3 separate regions of the Gossypium arboreum genome follow, and regions 1 and 2 are each linked to region 3. A link is a contact called in public Hi-C data. All regions are on one chromosome and are shown on one strand. Each heading gives the region's core, a stretch centred on a gene start, on an enhancer-like site or on the middle of the called end of the contact. The rest is flanking DNA. Distances are from core to core; before and after follow the strand shown.

Region 1 (4,466 bases), core at 1,008-3,507, 320 kb before region 3:
AGGCAACTATAACCAATATGGCAAAAAATTCCAAGAAACTAAAGAACTAAAACCTACAGCTTCCTTCTAAAGCCCGGAGAAGAGTAAACACTTGAATTCCAATTATCAGATGAGACGCATACAAGTAAATAAAAGAAGATTTATATTACCGGTAATCGATATGATCGCGGAAACCCAACAATAGTGAATCTATTTCATATATTTTCTGCCCTGCACCAGGAGGGGGAATGGACCTTGGTTTTGCTTCAGTTTTCTCAGTACTTGCGTTCCTGTGTAAAGGGACAGATGGCTCCTCAGCATGAGCTTCTTCATCATTATTTGAAAACACAGACGGAAAAGATTCTTGTTCTTCAACTTCAATCTTTTTTTCATCTTCCATTCCTTCACTATCTACATTATGAATTACCTATAGCAGAACCATAAAGAGATAAGGACTTTTACTCTTTGCATTTGATTTAGTTACCTAAAATGTAGAACTTCAAAGATAAAAGTAAAACTAAGAAAATGCCATTCTTCAACCTTAGTCCTCAGCTGCTCAACTTTTATGTCCGTTTACTATAATTTTTCTTCCAAAACAGTAATTGTTCAGAATCAGAGTCACAAGTTTTCAAAAAAAAAAAAAAAAAGAGGTTAAAAACTGTTTTAGAGAACCAACAAGCTTGAATGACTTCATCAAAGATAAAAAAAACCAAGAACATACCGTTCCCAAATATATCCTTATATGTTGTTTATTATAATTTTACTTTCAAAAGATCCGGAGTTCAGACATAGAACCACACGAATCAACAGGCTTGAATGGCACAAACACCATCCCAGAATTTCATTTTCCAAATTTACTCCCAAGTATAAAATCATGAAAATTCAACTGCACTCAATCTAAAAGAAAAGAGTAATATTTCTGTAAATTCAAAACACAGTACGCATTATTCTCAGAAAATTGCAAACCTGAGGATCATCTGAAATAGTGCTAGGACTTTCCAATTGATCTGTCATGGGTGAAGAAGCATCACCCTGACCACCGGGATCAAGCACTTTCTTGGATGCAGCAACGGTTAAGGATGAGAAGGCTGAATAAGAAGAAGACTTTTCTATAAAGATCCTCCCTACAAGCAAGCATCAAATCAATTCTCCACATATTGTGAAGCCAATGTCTATAAAAGCAGTCACCATTCATAGAGAACTCTTTTTCCAGTACTAAAATTATACTAACAAATTCAGATCCGTCTTCATTACAGAAGAAGAGAAATCAGAATCAACAGCCATAACGGGAAACTCAGAAAATAAAGGAAATGATCCAACCATGACTTTTGACAATAGGCTGATGATGCAACAAATTATACGCCTATAACTCTTTTAATAGTTATGATTTTATTTTCTGCTTAAGGTTCCCTAACTGCGAAATTAAATTATCGTCCTTTTTTACAGTTCCTTCCATATGCAATTATTAGTTTTTCATTTCATAAACCAGAAACTTCGTTGCAATTTTTTTTATTGCAACAAGTTCAGCGGTAACATTTTGAACATGCTGATCAGTTGTTCAACAATCCATGTTTCTTCCAATATTAACAAATCACCCGTTGGCGATCGCGATAGCCATAGCGTGCATCAAAGAATATTTAAATATTCATATTTTAACTATAAATTTCATTAAAGGACAGAATATTTGAATTCTTTTCGTTTCTTCGTATGGATCATCTACAACTCGGAACTCCTTTTCGCCATTGTTTCCAACTTTTTTTTCTTAAATAAATCAAGCATTATAGTTTTGAGTGATAAAACTTGCTAAAGCTAACCGATTACTGTTTCATAATAATTTTTTTTTGTTAATAGGAAAATGAAAACAAGATTAGATCAGTTATAGAAAAATAGAAGAAGTTACGAAAGTTGGAGCTGAACAAAACAAAATATATAAAGAAAATAGAGAAGAGAAGGGAGGCTGAATACGAGAAAAGTGATGCTTCTTCAACAAAAGCGACAAACTGCAACTCGTAGAAGCGCCATTGAAGCTTGACGCACAGTACCTGTAGACTGGAGACACACGAGGAAACCGTAAACCAGATACACTAAAAAGCATTATTTTTTCACAGTTTCTTTTTTTACTTTTTCTGATTCGGAAGGTAGTAAAGGAGAGGAAAAGTGTTTTTTTCTTTAAAAATAAAATACAGATCCGTGGGAGAGAGAGAATGAAGAGCAAATATCGGCAATGAGTTACACTGAGAAAAGCGTGAAATATGAATGAAAAATCTAAAATCAAAATTGAGGGAACTAAATTAAATGAATGGGGAATGCTACATGTGCCGTGGAGAATTGCATGGGAATGGGTGATTTGGACTGTGGGACCTACCTAGTATTCATTATCATTTATCGGCCGTTCATCTAACTCATTCGATCTTTTCATGAAATTGGAACCGTTAACCGATGCCTTAGTCAAGTGGGTTCTGCTTAATAAGCAATAGACAGGAACAACGGCTGGTGAAACCACTGTCATCATTTCCATTACTTTATTACTAGTTTTCAAAGTTGCATGATGAGGGAGCTAAACAAAATCAAGATGGTCGTAATTCCCAAAGCCAAAAAAGATGTGTATAAATTTGGGCCCATAAATTACTGCAGCTTTTCATATAAAATTATTTAACATACTTGTTAGTTGGATTAAAACATTTTATTGGAAAGTTAATTACATCAAGAATCTTTGTATGGCCCTAATGGATGAGACTTCTTTAGTTTCTGACATGATTAATGACTATAATATTTAGGAATGGGGTAAATTTGCCGGTAATAGTAGTTAGAAGGCTCTCTTACATATACACGGCACTTCTATTTTTTTTCTAGTTGGGGTTGATATTTGTAAGTGGACATGGTTAGCATTGAGTAGTGCACTGTCTTGGTTGCTTATCAGCAACTTGTCTAGGATGAATGGGACTCTAAGGATCATGCTTGGAAGGTGATGTGGTCATATAAAGGACCCTAGTAGATTCATCAATTTCATTGGTTGGTATGATAAGGGAGGCTTTATAATAATGTTGCTCGTCTAAGAAAGGTATGGTTGTAACACTTCTTATCCGTCTCGGCGTATATTATGAATGGGAGGTACTATTAAAGCACTTTTCAAATCATAGTAAAAAAATTCTTTTAATAAAATACCATTTGACAACTTTATAAAAGTCATAAAACAATTCCCAACATTTAAAAAAGTATCAATTATGATTTGAAATCATTTTGGGTAATTAGATACATATTAGGACTTATTTAAATTCTAAGCCAAGTGTTTGAAGCTTATCGGCGTAAAATGAAATCATTTGAATTGAAAGAAATAAAAATTTTACTAAACTTGAAACTTTAAAACATTTTTATAAAATCATTAATTCAATTTTAGGACAATTAAAAGTCTTTAAATACAATTAAAATCATTTTGAAGATGCTAGGAGGTCGTTGAGACCCAAAACAGAACTCAGAAAGTCAAAACGACTCAAAACAATGCAGTTGCTTGAGTCTAAGGCACTTGTTGTGGTACAAGTCCATAGATGTACCAATACAAGTCCCTGGACTGTAGCAATTTGGATTGTGTTTGCCTTGTTGTGATACTACTAAGCCCAAGTATTGATACTAAGGCCTTCAACTAAAAGTTTGTTCTAAAACACTCCAAAACATATCCAAACATCACCATAACATTTCCATATGTTCCAAAACATTATTGTTAAATATGACTCCTATTTTTAGTCAAATTTGAGAAATAATATTTCAGTTAAACTCTGTTTATTTGTTTCAATCAAACACTGATTCGTTTAAATTATTTTATTATTATTTGACCTATGAATTTAGCCTATAAATAGGCTCTTTTAGAAAAAATAGCGGAATAAATTGAGAAATTGAACACACAAATTTAACATTGAAAAATCCCTCCAAAGAGGATAAAAAACCACAGGCAAAGATAATTTTACTATAATGGCAAAAGAACAAAGAGTACAAAAGATGGAGATAAAAACTAAACCTCGAAAACCCAAAAACAAAGAACCTCAAAACATAAACACAAAATTCTCTAAATGTGTTATGAGTTCTAATATCTAATGGGTGTATTTTCTAATGTTGTAAAAAAGCCTATTTATAGGCTAAATTCATAGGTCAAATAATAATAAAATAATCTAAACTAATTAGTGTTTGATTGAAACAAATAAACAGAGTTTAACTGAAAGATTATTTCTCAAATTTGATTGAAAATAGGAGTCACATTTAACAAATCTCCACCTTGACTCATATTTCCACAACACCATCTTTGCCAAAGCCCTCCACGAGCTTATCTTGAACTATCTAGGGAATTAACTTAGTCGAATTTGTGCTTAGAAACTGGAAGACTTCTAACCTTTGACTTGTACACTACCAAATCAAAACTAACCCGAGTCTGATTTTCACGAACACAGTGCCCTAACTTTTCAAAACCTGCATCCAAAAGAGAACCACTCTTCAAT
Region 2 (4,005 bases), core at 345-2,844, 290 kb after region 3:
GGTGTACACTTTCTCTGCTAGCTCCCAAAGCTTCTCTCCTCCTTTAATGGCGTGCGTGTTCAGAATAGCTGAGTGGTAAAAACCTAGAGAAAAAAAAAAAGAAGATTTTAAAGAAATGGTATCAAGTGAGACGCTTTCCTTGTTTGGCATGGAATTTAAGACATGGAACTTTGGTTGGGTCTTGGGTCTTTTTCTCCTTCAAATAAGGAAAGTTACTTACACCATTGAAAATGGCAGGGTCAGGCAGCATCGTCTTACTGGTTTTATATCAGAGAAATAAGGAAAAGAAAGATTGTACTTGGTGGGGTCAAGTATGAATTAGCCATCATAAAAATAGATCCAGGACGAAATTCATTAATAAAAGAGATTTAAAAAAGATATTATCAATAGTCAATGATAATACGACCGATAACATGAGAACTTTGATTTAGACAAGTTGAAAACAAGAGGTTTATAAGGAACTTAATTACCGAAATGGTGATTGGAGAGCGGAGGTTCAAGAATTGAGCGGCAATCTGTGAGTGTTACAACGCCATATTTCTTCTTTTGATGATCTGAACGGCTTTTAGAACTGTGTGCAGCAATCAGCCCGGCAGCTCCTAATGCTCCACATAACTTAATCCCTCTTGCCTTGCAACCCTGAAATGTTGATTTTTTAAGCACTAATTTTAAGGCATGTTTAGAAGCTTGAAATGGATACTTACAGTCAAGATCTTCTGAGTGTCATCAGGGTTGATAAGCAACCTCACTACCTGAGTAGATCTAGGAGATTTGGCATCTTTGAACCTCAAGTTCGTGAACCTTAAAGAATTAACAGAGTAGCTTAGCATGTCCACTCCTCGTGCCCAAAGTGTTTTCTTAACAATCCCTTTAGGAAGAAGATCTTCCATGGCCAAACTGATCTCTCCTTTGTTCATCGTAATTTCTTTTTGACCTTGCTGAAACCCTGTTTCCTCCTCCTCAATAGCCATTAACGTCAACAACTCTCTCAGCAACGACACCGCCGTGGTCCGGTCACAAGCAGCCGCATGTAGGCGGAGCACCAACACCCACCTTGTTGCACCAGGCAAGGCGTAAACACTGGCGAAAAACACGTCGTGTTTGATCGTACATGAAGAACTAACCCAAGCGTTTTGGTTAAGTTCGTGTTCGAGAATCAAATGAAGGGGTGAGATGTTTTGGTTGTTTTCAAGGATTTGACATGTTGTAGAATGGTTAAAGTACTTGATTTCAATGAAAGGGGAGGGGGAGGTAACGAAGGAGTAACTGTTGGCAGTAGGACTGTAATGGAGGCGAGACCTAAGAATGGGATGGGAAATTTGGAGCTTGTGGAGGGCATTTTTAAGATGTGAAACATCGGGGGTTTTGGAAGAAATGATAGCCAAAACGGCTATCCCGGTTCCCCCGACCACCGCTCGGCACCAGTTGTGCTCGGTGCCGCCAACTGCTCGACTTTGGGTGGACATGTATGTAGTAATGATAGCAGCTGTGGTAGAGTAATGGTATAATAATAGTAGCGGTGCTGAGGGGATATTTTTACTGCTCCCTCTGCCTTTGCTTAGTTTCGGTGAGCAAGTTGGACATTTATATATAGGGGAATTAAATGAATGCTGCTTCTCATTGGGCGGGTAGAGGCAGAGTTAAATTTTCTTGACATAAATTTATAAAATTCTAAATACATAATTTTTAAAAGAGTCAAAATGTTTACCACTAATGATTTGCTACCAGGAGAGATACATAAACTATAAAAATGGAGGTCCTTAATTTCTAATTTAATTTACTCTTTATATTATTTATTAGTATAAATAGGTAAATCGTTAATATTCTTATTATAATGGGCACGTAGCTTTCTATTTTTCTGAGTTTATCTTGTATTTTTTTTATTCTTACATTATAAAATAATGGTCAAAATTTAATTTTGATTCTTATATTATGTTAAAACTTGACATTTAGTCAATATATTTTAATTTTTAATATTATTGTGTTCCTTTACTTTAAATATCATTAGTTAATCTAAATAATCAATATTGTTAATTATTCAATTAAAATGTTGGTGTCAATTTTCTTAAAAATACTACAAAAAAAATTTATCATGATAAGTTTAGACAGGAGATCCTAAGAAAAAATTGTAATAGTGTTTTCTACATTTTTTTATTGTTTACATGACTTTAGTTTTAAATTAGAAAAATAGAAACTAAATTCTGAAAATAAAAGTGGGAAACCAAAATATAAGTATACAAAGTGCATAAAGATTTAAAGCATATTTTAACCTTTAAATTTTTACTCTATAATTTATTTGACACAAAATTAAGGTATCCACTGTTGGTAGTAATAACTAATTTTCTCACCACGAATGCTCTCCAACGAGATAAACAACTGGCCATGAAATGTGATGATTCCCATATGCAAGTATCAAACCCCTATTTTCATGGCTAAAGAATGAGATAAGTAACCACAACTTTCAATATACTTTGATTAATTAAATTATTTAAAGAAAAAATAACAAGTCATCCCTCGTGTCCGCAAAGCCATAGCTAGAAATGGCAAGGGCCCCGCCCCGTAAAATGAAAAATTATTATTTAGGCTATTTAAAAATTTAAAAATTTTAAATTAGTAAAAGTAAAATTATACTTTGGCTCTCCTAAAATTATAAAATTCTATTTAATCTTTTAAAATTATAAATATATAGACTATAAAAGTTAAAATTTTATTTTCTCCTAAAAAAGGTTGAATTTGAAGTTAATTTGCTTATGAATTATGATGCATTCAATAAGATTGTAATTTTAATATAGATGATTCGGGAATACAAATTTTTCGATTATTTTCTCAAACCTTGGATTAAAAGATAATTTTCCATTTCATCTTTTCAAATTATTTTACTAAAAACACATTTCTTATATTGATTCCTTCGGACCAAACAGATTTTAAACTTATTTTCATATTATTTTAACTTCACATACATTTATAGTAGAGTAGAGGGTTTTTCTCTTCTTTTTCCCAACGTTTATTAACGACCCCCATCTACCTTCTTCCTTTGGTGAAAATTAATTTCTTGAATTTGCTAGTCTTATGTGTTAACTAATCAACCCAATTTCATTTATTGTGCTTTTACGTTATTCACCCCTAAAAAATGGTTTTACATTACTCCAACAAATTACCATTTTTAGACAACAAAAATATTAATAATGACAACTCTATGATATTTAAGATACATGTGTTTAATTGAAAATATGTCTTCTTTTATGTTTGTTTAATAAAAAATAGATTAGTTCGACGACTTACAAGTTAATAGAAAATAAATTATTTCTTTTTATAAAGTTTAAATTATTTTCCAAAAATAGCCCTTTATGAGCAATGTTATATTTATATAAAAATTAACTTGAATAATTATAGTGATAATATTTTCTTAATTTTAATTCTTAAAAATATTTAAAAATTAATATAAAATATTAGAATGTTCAATATTATTAAATATACTTATCTAAACTTTTTATATATAACAATATAATCAATATATTTTATTATTTTAATAAATTATTTATATTAAAATTTTATTAATATATTTTTAATATATTATTGAAAATTTTATATTAATATTTTAATAATAAATACATATTACGATTTGTAATTGTTTTATAGTATAAAATATAAAAATTTTAAGTACTTAATTTATTTCTTCTAATATGTGTAATTTAAATTAAATTTTAATTAGGCATTATTTATTATTAAATTTATATATGATATTAATTATTAAAAATATTATCATAATATAAAAGAAATTTCAATTGTCAAAAGAAAATGGTACTAGAATATGTTGTCTTTACTTTACTAACAACAACTTTTTAAAAAATAATATTGCTAATTTTTTAAAAGGTTACAACTATAGAACAAATACAAATAAATGTCCGAATAACTACAATGTAAAATAAACTATTACAACTCAAACGGATTAAAAATTGGAACAATTAAGATAAATGTTAACTAAACAAATTAAAAATCGCATAT
Region 3 (4,186 bases), core at 55-2,554:
AATATAGCTAACCTGCATAACATTGTTACAGGAGACTGCATATTTGCTAGTAACTTTGTTTTGCAATTCACTGTTAAAAGTATTTTTGGCACATTCTGACCACACAGTATTCTAAATGCCAAGAAGAGCAAATAGATGAGAAGTTGAATTGAAGGAATACCTCTTCATGAACCCAAGCCATATCTGCTAGAAATTTCTTGTGGTCTTCTGGAACAGCCTTCATCAACTCTTGGACATCAAAAATAAATCATGGTTTTTGTTAGAATAAGATCAATTAAATCCATATTGAAGATTAAACCACTAAAAATTCTGCCAGTCAAACATAACATACACTACTGAAAACCATCAATCTAATACTATCATTCCTTCCTTCAAAAGCATACAACCAAGTATCATAACATAAAAGGAATCGACCCAATACTTGGATCATACCTTCCAAAATCTCAACTAAAATTGCATGACTAAGGACCAAACGCAACAACCACTTCAAAAATGAACACCTAAGAGTATTAATCTCTATATACCAATGAATTAAATCCATACAAGAAAAAGGAATAATCCAAACACCCAAAATTAAATTAAAAAAATGAAAAAGCATGCATTACCAGAAGATCCATGAGAAACTCCATAAGATTCAAAGGTAGGAGCAGCATCATAAATTGAGCCTTTGTAATCAATCCCTTTGGCAGCATTAAACTTAGCCTTTATCGAACCACCCCATCTCCTCCCTTGCAAATGCATCTTTTCATACCCTTCTCCCTTGTACCACCCTTCTCTTTCCTCATTATCAGCATACTCCTGCCATGTCTCCTTCGCTTCAAACTCACCTGCCAACGCCCCCACAAACCCGCCGAAAGCAAAGTCATGGTTTCCCGATAAAAAAACATGCTTCTGATTTGGATATCGCTTGGGCAAGGTGATTAAAAAATCCATCACTTTGCGCGTGTCGGGTCCACGGTCACAGTAATCGCCTAGGAAGATAACGGTGGCGGTGTTGAAGGAGTCAGGGTCGATTTGGGATCGGAGGTTGGACCAAAGATTGAGGAGTTTGGTGAGGTAGCCATGGATGTCCCCTACGCAGATTACAGTTCTAGGTTTGTTGTTGGGATCTGTCATTCCCTTTTTGATAGAAATCAAAAGGGGTAAGCAAAAAATTGGAACAGTGAATAGTTGATCCTTTGTTTCTCCGGGTTTGGTCGGGAATCCGGGAAGTTATCAGTTTCTGTAACTGTTTTCTTTTTAATGGAAATAAACGATTCCATATTCATAGGAGTTACCTCAATTAAGCTAAACTATCAAAATAGTAATTTGATTCATATTCCATTTTAATCCCCTATATTTCAAATATTAAGTTTAGTCCCTTGTAATTAGTGTAACTGTAAGCATATATGGCATATTAAATTATCATTTTAAATAAAAATTTTACGTTAAATTCTATCATTTATCCATATATTTTTTCATTTTAATAATTTAAATTTTTTCTTTTATGTTTTTAACTTTTTCTTTTTTTTTATTTTATATTCTCTTATGCTTCTTCCTCTAGTTTTTTTCCTTCTTCATTTCTTTTAACACATTTTTTCTAGCAAAGTGGGGCTAACAATACAACAATTAAGAACAAACTCAAACAACAAGGAAATTGGGGTGGAAAAGAAAAAGATTGATTTGGATAAAGGGGTTTTACGAGTATTGGTTTAGATAACCAAACATCCGAAAAAAAATTTGATTGGAAAAAGGTATTAAACTATTCACATCCCTAAACTCATTTTTAACACTTGTAGATATAAGGAAAGGTATCATCAACCCCTCGATAAACAGAAAAACGAAAGACTCCACCCAAGTAAATTGTGTATCACAAATCCGCCAGAATTAGTACGCGCTCATATAGGCTCAGTTCATTAATTTTTACCAAGGGAACGATCTGGTACAATATGTAAGCCCAAGACTCCGCCAACACCTGTAGGCAAGAAACTGCCATACGTGGAAATTACGAATCCACCATTCGCACTAGGGCGGTTTAAAGACCCTTAAATACCTAAAGGTAAGCTAGATTACTCAAATGAGTGGGGATATTTGTCTTTGAATTGAGAAGAAGGATTCCCTAATATGGATAGGTTTCCTGAAGACTGCTCTTAATCACCACGAGAGAAAATTTTGAGAACGAAATCTTCTTTAAAGGTGGGGTAGTTGTCACACCTGGCCCCCTAAGTATCCAACATAAAAAAAAAGCCCGGGAGCCAATTTGATGAAAAAGGGAATTTGAGGGCTTTAATGAGATATTTAGAAAACTTGAGTGGCTAGTTATGGGATCATTAAATTTCAAATCTAGTTTAGTTAGATTGAAATCAACTAATTCCATAGTAGGAAACATAATAATTAGGATTGAGTGGCGGCAATGGTCTATGGAGACCATACCGATGGAGTATATATATGTGTATGTATGGGAACATAATTCCTCTTAGTTCTAATTCCAAAATATTTCTCTCTAAGCATTATCTTCTTCATTAGCCCTAAAGAAGAAGAGGATATAGTTGAAGGAAGTTTTTCATGTTGCAACCATAATGCTAATTTTAAGTCTAGAAGTAGAAAGATTGGGAAATAGTAAGTTTCCTTATTCCTTTAAACTTATGGATTGAAGAAAATGAGTAGTAAGAATCCTATAAGATTTTGTATAATTATAAATTTTGGGTTCTAAAGTTGTTTGTATACAAGTAAATCGATAAAGGGTTGTTATGCTTAACTGTCAAGACGAAAAATGCTGTGATGTTTGGACAAGCTAAGTTGTTAATGACAAGGAAGCAAGGTGAGTTTCTACCTCCCTTTTCTGGTATGCTGTGTGTTTAGCATGAATGTGCATTAATTCTAGAGTGAGTCCCATGATGATGCATGTTTTCTATTGCATGTGAATGGTTGTCTTCTAGAGGTTAAGTAAGTTATGTGTATCTGTCAGCATTATGTTATGAAAGCCTTGTAATGTTTGTTTGTTTATGGTGAGACATGAGAGGGGGTTATTAAAGGGTTTAGGTGAAGTTAGGACGGGAAAAAGGTGTGACTCTATAGATACCGTCATACGGTGTCATTGTGTGCACCCGTGATATGCGAAGCTCCAAGCCTTGTGGAGGAGACACTACGATGTTCAAGCATCAAAGTTAGGACAATAAATGGAGGAATGGTTGGAATATAACAGAAAAAGTGAATAAGAAATATCATGGCCAGGCCATGGGTCTGATCGGAGGCTATACGCCAAAAATGAGTAAGACCATAAATGAAAGATGTTATGGAATCATGATAGAAATGAGTAAGACCATTGCTAAAAAAAGCTATGACATCATATGAAAGCGCGCCAGAATGGTAAATAGGACTAAGATCATAACTGAAAGACGCTATGACATCCTTTAGTAGTCCATCGGGATGATAAACATGGTTTATATTGTGTAAGACCATAATTGAAATACGTTATGGCATCATAGATAGTCCGTCGGGACATTAAACATGGATAGTTTGCCAGGACAGTAAACATGGGGATCCCAATATGTAAGTCCATATTTAGACTATGACAACCAATGGAATCTGTCAGGACATTAAACATGGTGTATACTGTGTAAGTCCATAACTCGGTTATGGCAACATAGAGAGTCCACCAAGATAGTAAACATAGTGCGACCTGTCAGGTTAAAAGACTTGGGAACTTCCACTAAGACCTTTAACTTGGGGTAAAAGAGTGAAAAATCGTAGCTCAGTTGCATCATCATGAATACTCAGCAGATAAGTAACACCCCTAACCTGTATCCGTAGCCGGAACAGGGCTACGAGGCATTACCAATCAATTACAACATACAACATACAATTCTCATACATGAATCTATTATCACATAAAAATTAATCATATTGTACCTTATAAGGCTCTACGAGACCTTAAAACATGCTTAAAAGAGGTTCGAGACTAAACCGATAACATTTAAAAACTTTAAGGAACTTATAAAATTTTTATGCATACAGGGTTCACACACCCGTGTGAACAGGCCCTGTGCCTCACACGGCCACCAAACACGCCCGTGTCATAGGCTGTGTGAAAACAGGACATACATACTGACTTGCACCACACGGTCGAAGACACGCCCGTGTGCCATGGCTGTGGGAAAACTGGGGGGTATACTGACTTGGGTCACACGGCCAGCCACACGCCTAT

Evidence for each region. Hi-C and Micro-C count contacts between places; a contact is called where the count stands out from the background.
Region 1: a Hi-C map of leaf shows a contact between it and region 3, with 6 times the contacts expected there. The contact joins the promoter of LOC108467146 here to the promoter of LOC108458324 in region 3. A contact is called at or near these places in 2 of 5 Hi-C or Micro-C datasets (both in leaf).
Region 2: a contact with region 3 is called in a Hi-C map of leaf, with 2.6 times the contacts expected there. The contact joins the promoter of LOC108480151 here to the promoter of LOC108458324 in region 3. A contact is called at or near these places in 2 of 5 Hi-C or Micro-C datasets (both in leaf).

Annotation. Positions count from the first base shown.
Region 1 is chr4:87,652,274-87,656,739 of ASM2569848v2, reverse strand. It overlaps LOC108467146 (1,4-alpha-glucan-branching enzyme 2-2, chloroplastic/amyloplastic-like), which reads right to left and starts at 2,257. Exons shown (of 22, transcript XM_053027346.1): 1 at 1,945-2,257; 2 at 946-1,103; 3 at 150-406. The coding sequence starts at 2,074.
Region 2 is chr4:87,042,424-87,046,428 of ASM2569848v2, reverse strand. LOC108480151 reads right to left here and starts at 1,594. Exons shown (of 3, transcript XM_017783044.2): 1 at 705-1,594; 2 at 471-639; 3 at 1-83. The coding sequence starts at 1,466.
Region 3 is chr4:87,327,632-87,331,817 of ASM2569848v2, reverse strand. It overlaps LOC108458324 (tyrosine-protein phosphatase RLPH2-like), which reads right to left and starts at 1,304. Exons shown (of 4, transcript XM_017757677.2): 1 at 606-1,304; 2 at 161-228. The coding sequence starts at 1,116.